2 separate regions of the Pan troglodytes genome follow, and region 1 is linked to region 2. Evidence: chromatin contacts called from public HiChIP or PLAC-seq data. All regions are on one chromosome and are shown on one strand. Each heading gives the region's core, a stretch centred on a gene start, on an enhancer-like site or on the middle of the called end of the contact. The rest is flanking DNA. Distances are from core to core; before and after follow the strand shown. Region 1 holds the start of SEC61A1 (SEC61 translocon subunit alpha 1). Region 2 holds the start of MCM2 (minichromosome maintenance complex component 2).

What was found. HiChIP or PLAC-seq counts read pairs in DNA pulled down with a chosen protein or histone mark.
Region 1: a contact with region 2 is called in an H3K4me3 HiChIP or PLAC-seq map of stem cell-derived excitatory neurons, with 3 times the contacts expected there. The contact joins the promoter of SEC61A1 here to the promoter of MCM2 in region 2. A contact is called at or near these places in 1 of 1 datasets of contacts at active chromatin or transcription factors (stem cell-derived excitatory neurons) and 1 of 1 other capture datasets (stem cell-derived neural stem cells).

Annotation. Positions count from the first base shown.
Region 1 is chr2:131,277,637-131,283,119 of NHGRI_mPanTro3-v2.0_pri, reverse strand. It overlaps SEC61A1 (SEC61 translocon subunit alpha 1), which reads right to left and starts at 1,255. Exons shown (of 12, transcript XM_003309982.7): 1 at 915-1,255; 2 at 572-639. The coding sequence starts at 921. It overlaps LOC107970410 (a long non-coding RNA gene), which reads left to right and starts at 1,392. Exons shown (of 3, transcript XR_010155333.1): 1 at 1,392-1,512.
Region 2 is chr2:130,824,976-130,830,476 of NHGRI_mPanTro3-v2.0_pri, reverse strand. It overlaps MCM2 (minichromosome maintenance complex component 2), which reads right to left and starts at 2,442. Exons shown (of 16, transcript XM_516724.7): 1 at 2,256-2,442; 2 at 1,183-1,412. The coding sequence starts at 2,261. LOC134809594 (a long non-coding RNA gene) reads left to right here and starts at 2,497. Exons shown (of 3, transcript XR_010155763.1): 1 at 2,497-2,673.

The DNA of each region.
Region 1 (5,483 bases), core at 6-2,505, 450 kb before region 2:
CAATTTCTGATTCAGCACAGCTCTAAATTTAATCTTTCCTTGTTTTAATACACCGTCTGTGAAAAGCAGCAGACTTCACAAAAGAATAGCCTTTATTCCCCCTATTGTGACAGCCTACATAAAAGGTACAAAATCATTTGTAAATACTAAAGTGACAGCCCTTCCCTTTAGCAGCTGGATACAAAGGGCATCTCCTGGGAAAAAAAACCAACCCGTGATCTGCTCCCGTTGGAGGTGAAAAAGGGAGGGTAACTCAATCTGCTATCCTAACTGAGGCCTTATTCATTCATGGCCCGGATCCATTTTTGGGACAGGGCAACCGGAGGCTTTGTTCTCGGAGCAACATCCACCAAAGATGCTCCAAATAAAGCACAGTGATTTCAGTGGAAATTTCCACACAACCAGGTCACCTTTCGACAGCTCTCCGGAATAACAGAGCACAACTACACTCCAAGGGAAGAGAAGGGAGAGTTTCCATTGCCGTGCTGAAGCCATTTTTAATCATACTGTAAACTTCCAGAGTCCAGACAGTTTCCTGAAACCTTCTTTGTTGGCGATTTGGGGTACTTACCTTCCTCTCTGGCTTCTGAATTTCCGGCAGGATGACACAGAAGGGCTTGATGACTTCCAGAAATTTGACTTTGATGGGAGAAACAAAACAGGAAGAGTTGGGACACAGAGAAGTAACCTTCCGCGCTACCCAGGGACGCCTTCTGCCCACGACGAGTGAGAGCAGGGGCCAGGGGAGCCGGCCGCACCCCGGAAGCGTGGGGATACTCGAGAAGGGCCGGGGGCACGGGCCGCGTTCTGCAGGGGGCCGGTCAGGGTTGGCCGGCGGGCGCCCGACCGCACGGGTGTGGGGAAGGGGGATCTGTTCCGTCCCGGCCTCAGTAGGGCTGCCCTGCAGGACTCACTTGCCATGGCGGCGGCTGCTCGGGCTCCGGGTCCCGCTTCAGCTCAGCTCCGCTCCGCGTGAGGCGACGCTGCCCGCGGCCCAGCGCGTTCCACCGCACAGCAGCTCCGCCGAGAGACACGTCAGTGCTAGCCCGGCGGCAAGCGGCACGGCGCGGCGCGGGGCGGGGCCGGGGCCGGGCCTCGGATCGCTTCCGCTTCCTGCCACGCGCGCCCGCCGGCCGCCGCGCTTCGCTGCGCCGCGCCGCTTCGCCGAGACCTCAAGCCCCGGCATGCAGCGGGGCTCCTGGGGCCTGTCGGGAAGGAGCCTGGCGCGCGGGGCCCGCCGGGACTGGGGGTGTGCGGCTGCGCAGACTTGGTAACGCGAGAGCGCGCGGGGAGGGAGTGTCACGCCTCCCGAGACTGGGGCGGTGCGGCCCCACGGAGAAACTGAGGCAGGCGCGAAGCGTCGAGTGCGCGCGTGGCCCTGCAGGCAGGCGGAGACCCTGGTGGCTCCCATACACGTAACAGCCCTCACTGCTCTTTGACGTTAGTGAATAGACCGTAAGCTCCCTGGAGCAGGGACCTTGTCCCAGCGTCTACCGCGGCGCCCGTCACCTAGTAGGTCTCCGTCATTACCTGCTGGGTAGGGCGCGGGCTGGTGGGGCTTACCGAGCACCCTCGCTGTCTGAGTCATTAAGCAAACCCGGAGGCTTGTCGTGGGTGTGGGTCCCCATCCATCTGAGAACGAATGGGATGAGTTTCTGGAGAGACTTGGCCGGAGAAGGGCCGGGGCAGCTCGGGAAGTAGTCTGCCTCACAGAAGAATTCAGGAAGGCCTCCTGGGAGAGTACCTTTGTGCCGAGCCTTGATAGATTCTGGCGAGAAGGAATGAGGGAACAGGTTGAGGAGACTGTTGTGGGCAAAGCATGGCGGTGTGATTGCCTAAGATCGGTGTGGGAAAGGGGGATAACGGGTAGGGCAAGTGATGCTGGGGCTGGGGGTTGGAATTTATTTTCAGGCATCTGTAGTCAGTAGGTATGATGTCATCTGAGAGAAACAGACTTAATGCTGTGAGCATTTAGCAGGGAGGAGGTGGGCACGCCTTGTGGGATCAGGCAAGGTTTCATGGAGCTGAACCTTGACCAGGACAGGTAGAAGTTGGGGGTACATATGTGGCAAGATGCTTTTTTGCTTTTAATTTAGGTGTCAACTATTTGGATTTTTCCATTCTCACCCATTTCTAGCAGATAATCAGGTTTTGTACATTCTTGGCTCAGAAAGTTGGACAGGACAGGAAGTCTTTTTTGGAATACAAACCCACTGGTGGAAAATTCAAAGGACTACTGGGAACAGGCAGGTAACTTCAGTGAAGTGGTCTAGGTGTGACATCACTTGATATCCATCCCCCACCAAAAAGGGGAAAAAGAAGACATTGACTCTTTATTCAGAGTCTGAAATGCAACCCATCTTCACTTCCAGGACCCACTGATGATCTCTTCTGGAGTTTTGCCCTGAAGCTAAAACTGGCAGCCCCTGGACTAAGTTCAGCATATAGACTAGATCCGATATTTAGCCATTATGCACCCTGCACCATATTGATGGTTAAAATGTTGAAATATTTCGAGGGTAAATAGTATAGTAATTACAATAAATATTACAATTAGTTAATAGAAATTTTAATATAAACTCATTGGTTTGTGCTAATAGTTGTAGGATGTCAGTACCATTGATAACAGGCCTCCTGTTGTTTCCACATTATGACACAATCTGGCCTGTGTCACTGCAGGGACTGCAGCCAAGTTACGTGTGTTAAATCACTAATTGCGTTAGGAGAATCACTAGTTTAAAATACTTTTATTGGACTGGGTGCAGTGGCTCACACCAGTAATCCCAGCACTTCGGGAGGCCAAGGCAAGAGGATCACTTGAGCCCAGGAGTTCAAGACCAGCCTGGGCAACATGGCAAAACCCTGTCTCTAGAAAAAAATACAGAAAAAAATTAGCTAGGCATGGTGGCGCATGCCTGTAGTCCCAGCTACTGGAAAGGCTGAGGTGGGAGGATCCCTTGAGCCTGGGAGGTCGAGGCTGCAGTGAGCTGAGATCTCACCACTGCACTTCAGCCTGGGTGACGACAGAGTGAGACTCTGTCTCAAAAAACAATAAAATACTTCTATTGTTAGCACATACATTAATTCTTCGGAAAATAGTAGGTATGCAGTGTTTTATATTTATACATTTAAGACTTTATTATAGGATATTAGAAACATCCACCTAGAATGAAAGAGACCACAAAAATCTGGATGAATTTTCAATACTTTTAAGTATGATAAATGTAAATCTTGATATCTGCAGAAGAATAAACAAGAAATTTGTAATAATAATGAATCCCCACCTGGAACTTCTTTTGATACTGTTTAAGAATCAGCACAAAATAAAATTTATAATTTATAAGATAAACTTTATTACATAAAATCTATAGTTTTGTAGTGAAAAAATAATTTTTTTCAACCAAAAATTTGACATTGCTAGTGACAGAAATGTTGGGTACTTAGTGCTCAGAAGTTCTATTGTTAAAAGATCAAAGTGTTAAACATATATTTCATCAGAATGCTCTTAAAGCTTGTGCAAGTGAAGAAAAATTGTGATTATCGATGAGAAAAGAACTTAAAAGAATATAATCAGTTTCATAAATTAAGTATTTGAAAACTTAGAACTCCCAAAAAGGTTATCAGAGTGAGGATAAAGCAATCAAAAAGATTTAGGGCCAAACTTGGTGGCTCATGAAATCCCAGCACTTTGGGAAGCCAAGGTGGGCAGATCACTTGAGGCCAGGAGTTCGAGACCAGCCTGGCCAACATGGTGAAATCTCGCCTCTACTAAAAATAAAAAATTAGCCGAGCATGGTGGTGCGTGCCTGTAATCCCAACTACTCAGGAGGCTGAGACATAAGAATGGCTAGAACCCTGGGGGATGGAGGTTGCAGTAAACCGAGATCTCATCACTGCCCTCCAGCCTGGGCAACAGAGCGAGACTCTGTCTCAAAAAAAAAAAAAAAAAAAAAAGATTTAGAAGGTACTGTCAGAATTTTTAGCACTACTATATAGTTAAGTATAATTGAGCATTTCACACACATTTACTAGAACTTCAAAAGGATTAATATTGATATGAACACGCCATTGTATTCTGGACCCACCTGTTAAAAACCAGATGTACCCAAATGAGAAAACAGCTTTTTGAAAAATATGTAAATCAAAGAGGTGTATTTAAAATCATCATCTAAGAAGCTTCATTTTTTTATGTGAATGTGTTTTAATAATTAAAATGCAAATTTAAAGGTTTTTGAATATAATGGTTTTTGTTGATCTTCTGACACTGGGAAACATTTAGTACACTGTATTGTCTTTATTATGAGTACACAAGAAAGAATTACATTTGAGATATAGTTCCATAAAGATGTAATTGGAATATTGTACCAAATAAGAAAATTGTCATTGGATTTTATACAAAAAATGCTAATGTAATTCTAGAGAGAGTATGGAGTTTCAGCCAAAAGTTTAGGAAAAATGTGGATGTTTTAATTTGGCACCAAATTATCAAATTTAATTTTGGATAAACCAATACAAGTCAGGGAACTCATGCTTTTCTTGATAAACTATATTTACTACCACACACCAAGTAGCAGAAATAACTACATTAAGTAATGCAAATTGAACCTTGATGGACAAGCCTGCAGTGCTAGATCTGCAAAAGCAATGTGGAAGTCAGTAAGTTCTGCATTCAAATGCTCTACCCCTGAGCTATACCCCCTGTTGTGGAAGTCAGTAAGTTCTGTATGTTCACTGTAATGGAAACAAATGCAGTGGCTGTTTGAAAAATATATTTTAAAGAGTTTGGGCCTTAATAAATGATATTTTAATGGAGATGTCAGTATTTAGAGTTTTTTTGTTTTGTTTTGAGATGAAGTCTCGCTCTGTTGCCCAGGCTGGAGCGCAGTGGCGCGATCTCAGCTCACTGCAACCTCCATCTCCTGAGTTTAAGTGATTCTCCTGCCTCAGCCTTCCAAGTAGCTGGAATTACAGGCGTGCGCCACCACACCTGGCTAATTTTTGTATTTTTAGTAGAGATGGAGTTTTGCCATGTTGGCCAGGCTGGTCTCAAACTTCTGACCTCAAGTGATCTGCCCACTTCTGCCTCCCAAAGTGCTGGGATTATAGGCGTGAGCCACCGTGCCCAGCAGTATTTATTTTAGCTTTATAAGAAAACATGTTTTAGCTATTAGAGCTGACATTATTTCAATAAACTGTAAAGCAGTTGGACATATGTAAACAAAGGGAAGTTTGAAATAAGTGGAAGTTATTATGGATAAGAAAAAATAGGTATCCTGTTTGAAAAAAAAGTGAAGTATCAATTCCAAGAGAAAAATTATTGGATTTTCTAATAAATCAATGTATTTGGTGACAAAAGTGAAAAATGTAATAAACTTTTAAGCCCTTTCAATTTTTTGAATCTTGAAATAAAGCCCCCTGGTTTGTGAAGCTCCGTGAATTGAGAGTGAACAGAACATAGTGAATAAGCCAGTAAGTTAAAAGAT
Region 2 (5,501 bases), core at 1,193-3,692:
CATCCGGCCTGAACAACTCCATCAGGCAGAACAGGAAAGCCGTCCAGGACCCATGCCCTGACCCCAAGTCCAGGGCAGATTTATCCAGACTCCTCATTCCTTCTACAGCCTACAGCACATGCAGTCTCATCGTTGGGGGTGGTACTGATAATAGCAAAGATGCATCCAGTCTGGAGTGCCCTTGAAAGCCTCTCAACTGTCTGACATCCTAGGGACGGCAGGATGCCCTGCACAGTACTCTCACACATGCTAAAGCTGGAAAGGCACAAAAGGAGCATCTCCACGAGGCTCCTGGGCATTCACACAATTCCGCTACTGACGTTATCTACCAGATCGCAGCTGGAAATGCAGAGTAAGGCAGGGGTAGAAATCTAGCCTTGCTTATGCGCAGAGCTTACTCCACTCTCCCAGCATTAAGTCTTGCTAACCTATTTATTTATTTATTTTTGAGACAGAGTTTCACTCTTTTCGCCCAGGCTGGAGTGCAGTGGTGTGATCTCAGCTCACTGCAACCTATGCCTCCTGGGTTGAAGTAATTCTCCTGCCTTAGCCTCCCAAGTAGCTGGGACTACAAGCACGCACCACCATGCACAGCTAATTTTTTGTATTTTTAGTAGAGACGGGGTTTCACCCTGTTGACCAGGCTGGTTTCAAACTCCTGACCTCAGGTGATCTGCCCACCTCGGCCTCCCAAAGTGCTGGGATTACAGGTGTGAGCCACCACATGTTTACTAATAAACAAGACCATTCCTAACAAAGGGCATGGTGCACATTAGGTACAATAAATGTTTGCTGATTGACTCTAAAACTTTATTTATCAGATCCCTCCTCCCCCATGCACCTTTCCTTTGAAAAGTTACTGGGAAACACTGGGCTTCCTGCTTCCTGTCTTTTTGAGTTGGAGTATTCCAGGTTAGAGACCCCTACATTCTCTGGGGTGCTTATGGAGTTGGGGCTTATCCTCAGCTTAGGGTCTAGTCTTTCCAAATTACATACAGTAAGTTAAAGAGACCTGTGTCATGGCTCTGTAAACCTGTCTCCTCAGAACCCTGGATCAAGCTGTGCTCAAAGGCAAGAATGCCATCGATTTATCTGCTCCCAGCTCCCAAAGCCAGGCCACCAGGCACACAATGGGCTCTCTGCAAAACTATCTGCTGAGTCCAGGGCCTTGAATGAAATTACCTTTCCATGCCATCTCCAATGAGCTCCTCTCCATCCTCTTCTTCCTCCAGGGGCCCCTCTGTGCCTAGGAGCCCCTCGGACTCATCCTCAAAGGGTGGAAGGTCACGGCCAGGGCTGGAGGTGAGGGCATCAGTACGCCGGGAGCTTCGGCCAGGGCTGGAGGTGAGAGGATCATTGCCTCGCCGACGCTGGGCCGGGCTGGATGCCATGGTGAAGGATTCCGATGATTCCTGCAAGAGAAGGTGCGGTTGTCAGAAACATAGGAAGCTGGTGAGGCATGATACAGCTTCCTTTTTACCCTCAGGGGCCTTCCCTTCTTTCTCTCCACCTGTGACTCTTGTCCTCCAACACACCAAACCCCTTCCAGCCTCAGATCTTTGCCCTTGCTGTTCTCTCACCTGGAATGCTCTCAGCTGAGCAATCTGAGTCAGTGGCTTCCAAACAAATAGAAGCCAGCTCAAATATCGGGGTCACCCACATCACCGTGCTTTCTCCATGAAAAACCACTGAGGTTATGTCATTTGCCTATTTACCTGTTTACTGTCTATTATCTCCCCTTAAGCACTAGACCTATTTCAGCACACACAGTGCGCAAGGTATTGTGATAGAGATGGCATAGAAGAGCCACCAAAACAAGAGGTCTGTAACTCAGATGTGGAACAGACAGTATACAAGACAAAGGCACAAGAAGGTAATACAAAAGTAAGTGTAGTGTTTGGAACAAGGATCATTGGGAAATTAAAAAAAAAAAAGTTTAAAGGAGTGTAGTGAAATGGGGGCCTGTCTTTTGTACGCTCAGCGCCACACAGATGGCGCCCAATAAGTATGTGTGGGGTGAATAAAGGACAGAGGCTGAACGGGCCGAGCTCGCCTTAGGGAGCCCAGGGCCCCAGGTCAGTGGTAGGTAGGCGAGTCGCCTCACGCAGGGTGCAGGCGAGAAAGTAGCTGCGCCCCAGAGCCTGGGGCCCAGCCTCACCCAGAGCGCCGCCCTGGGCCGGGGCCAGAGTACGGGAAGCGCGCAGCCTCCGCACCCATGTCCCCGGCGCCCGCCCGCCACGCGCCAGCGCGCTCACCGCCATAGCAGTACCACGATCCTCTCCGCCACTACAGCAACAACCAGGTTTCGCGCGAAAAGTGGTTCACGTGACCCACCAAAGCCCGGGAAGAGCCCTACGGAACGCGACGTCATGACGTCGGCGTCCACTGGCGACCAGCAGGGACACGGAGGGGCGGGCCAGAGGGTCCGGTCCCGCCCACAACGCCCGAGGCGCTCCGCCCAGAGCCCGGAGGTGTGCGGCCCGGCGCTGTGCGCGTGCGCTCGCCTGCGCTGTGGTGGGAGTTGGAGCGGAGGTAGAAGCTGAGGCTCCAGGGGACCCGACGACACTTGCTGGCTGCGTGACCTCGGTCACACCAGGGCCATTTTGCTGACAAGACAACAGAGGCCAGGCGCGGTGGCTCACGCCTGTAATCCCAGCACTTTGGGAAGCCGAGGTGGGCGGATCACAAGCTCAGGAGTTCGAGACCAGCCTGACTAACATGGTGAAACCCCGTCTTTACTAAAAATACAAAAATTAGTTGGGCATGGTGGCACGGGCCTGTAATCCCAGCTACTCGGGAGGCTGAGGCAGAAGAATCGCTTGAACCTGGGAGGTGGAGGTTGCGGTGAGCCGAGATCCCGCCACTGCACTCCAGCCTGGGTGACAGAGTGAGACTCCGTCTCAAAAAAAATAAAATAAAATAAAATAAAATAAAATAAAGACAACAGAGGTTCAGAGCCTTGTTTTCTGACGCTTCTTACCGTCTTAGGAGCACAATGGTTTAACTTCTCCCAAAGCTCAAAGGCTCAATGCTTCAAGCAGCTGGACAACTCTGGGATTTTGTAGGAGGTCACATCTGAGGCTTTAGTAGGAGTTATCTTTGCCCAGGGGAGCGAAGATGCAAGGAGGATGTTACAGATAGAAGGATGCCATGTGCAAAGCTGCAGAGGTCATGGCAGGGCCCGGATGTGCAAGCCCCTCCCTAAGAACTAACGCTAGGAGCTTATGATGCCGGGCAACAGACAAGACTTGAGGGAGAGAAAATCCGGATCAAAAAAGAGCTAGATGTTTTTCTAGAGAGTTTGACTATTCTGTATTCTGAAAGCAATGGAAGGCCATGGAAGCATTTTGAGCAGGGTGAGACGTGAACTAGTGTGGGTTTTAGAATCCCTCTGGCTGCTACCAGGTGGAAGTGGATTGAACGAGGTTGAAGGCAGCAAACGAGGAGGTTGCTGTGGTTCTTGTCTAGTTCCAGGCAGCCTTAGTGAACAGAGGCAGGGCTGAATCGCAACCCTCTTAGCCAGGCACTTTGTGCAGTGAACAAGCATCTCTGCCTGGGACCCAGGGTAGGGAGACAGGAGTGATGGAGAGAACTGGAAATACAAGATGTTTAGGAGGTGGAATCTTTTTTTTTTTTTTTTTTGAGACAGAGTCACTCTGTCACCCAGGCTGGAGTGCAGTGGTGCAACCTCAACTCACTGCAACCTCCACCTCCCAAGTTCAAGTGATTCTCGTGCCTTAGCCTCCCGAGTAGCTGGGATTAGAGATGCATGGCATTGTGCCTGGTTAATTTTTGTATTTTTAGTAGAGATGGGATTTCACCATTGTTAGCTAGGCTGGTCTCCAACTCCTGACAAGTGGATCCGCCTGCCTTGGCCTCCCAAAGTGCTAGGATTACAGGCGTGAGCCACCACGCCCGGCCAGGAAGTGGGGTCTATAGGTGTTGGTGATTGAGGACAGCAAAAGAGGCATGCAGGATGACACCAGGATCCTGGCTTAGCTAGGTGGATGATAGCTGAGATAGGAGCGCACAGGAAGACCAGCAATTTAAGGGGGAAGAAGATGAGTTTGTTTCTGGCTGTGCTGAATTTGGGCCGAGGGGACATATCCAGGAAGCTGTTGGATATCCATGTATGGGACTCGAGGGCATGTTTGGACTGAAGCTGTAGATTGCCTTGGGAGTGGTTGTATAATCCAGAGTGAGTGCAGGGAGATGAGAAGGTCTAAGCCTGGGACCTGGGAAACCCCAACAGTTAAGAGACACCAACAAAGGATGTGAAGGATGCACCTTGGATGCTAGGAGCTGCTGACAGGAAAGCTGAAGAGACTCTGCATGGGCTTGTGTTATCTATTGCTGCATAAAAAATTATCCTGGGATGGCCAGGCATGGTGGCTCACACCTGTAATCCCAGCACTTTGGGAGGCTGAGGCAGGTGAATCACCTGAGGTCAGGAGTTCAAGACCAGCCTGACCAACATGGAGAAACCCTGTCTCTATTAAAAATCCAAAATTAGCCAGGCGTGGTGGCGCATGCCTGTAATCCCAGCTACTCAGGAGGCTGAGGCAGGAGAATCACTTGAACACTGGAGGTGGAGGTTGCGGTGAGCCGAAATCGTGCCATTGCACTCCAGCCTGGGCAAAAAGAGCGAGACTCTATCTCAAAAAAAAAAAAAAAATTATCCTGGGATTTAGCACCTTGAAGCAATTAGCACCCACTACCTCGGTGTCTGTGGATCAGGGATCTGGGCACGATGCCACTGGGTGCCTCTTCTTCAAGGTCTTTCAAGGCTGCAGGCAAGGTATTGGCCAGGGCTGCTGTCTCCTCTGAAGGCTCATCTTCAGGAGGATCCCCTTCCAAGCTTCTTCACATGATAGGATTCAGGTCCTCATAGGCTGTTGGACTGAAGACTTAGTTTCCCACTGGCTCTTGGGTGGGGGCCTCTCTACAGAGCAGCTTACAACCTGGCAGCTGGTTTCTTTCAGAGCAAGCGAACAAGAGAGAGAGGCCATACAAGACAGATGCCATGTCTTGGAAGTGATATCCCATTACTTTTGCCATATTCTCTTAGCGAGAAGTGAGTCCTGAGGTCCGGCCCACACTGAAGGAGAGGAGATCCTAGCAGGGCTGGGGATTATCAGGAGCCCTCCCAAAGGCCACTGAAGAGAGCAGTCAAGATGGTGGATGGGGTCAGCTGGCTGCCCAGAGGTCATCTGATAAGGACTAGGAGCTGTTAGTGGCCCTGGCGATAGCAGATCTGGGCTGGCCGGTGTGTCTGGAGTCAGACACCACATTGAAGTGTGTTGACAGGTAGGATGCAGGGAAGTGAGAAGGGTGAATGTGAGTTACTAGTTGGAGGCTGGAGTGCTTTTATGTCACCCAAAGATGTATGGGTCAGAGAGGCATTCCCAGGTGTGGAATGGACTGTGAGAGCTGGGACAGGCACTGGAGTGGGATATGGCTTTTTCTCAGATGAGAGGTTCTTGGACATGTTTAAACACTGG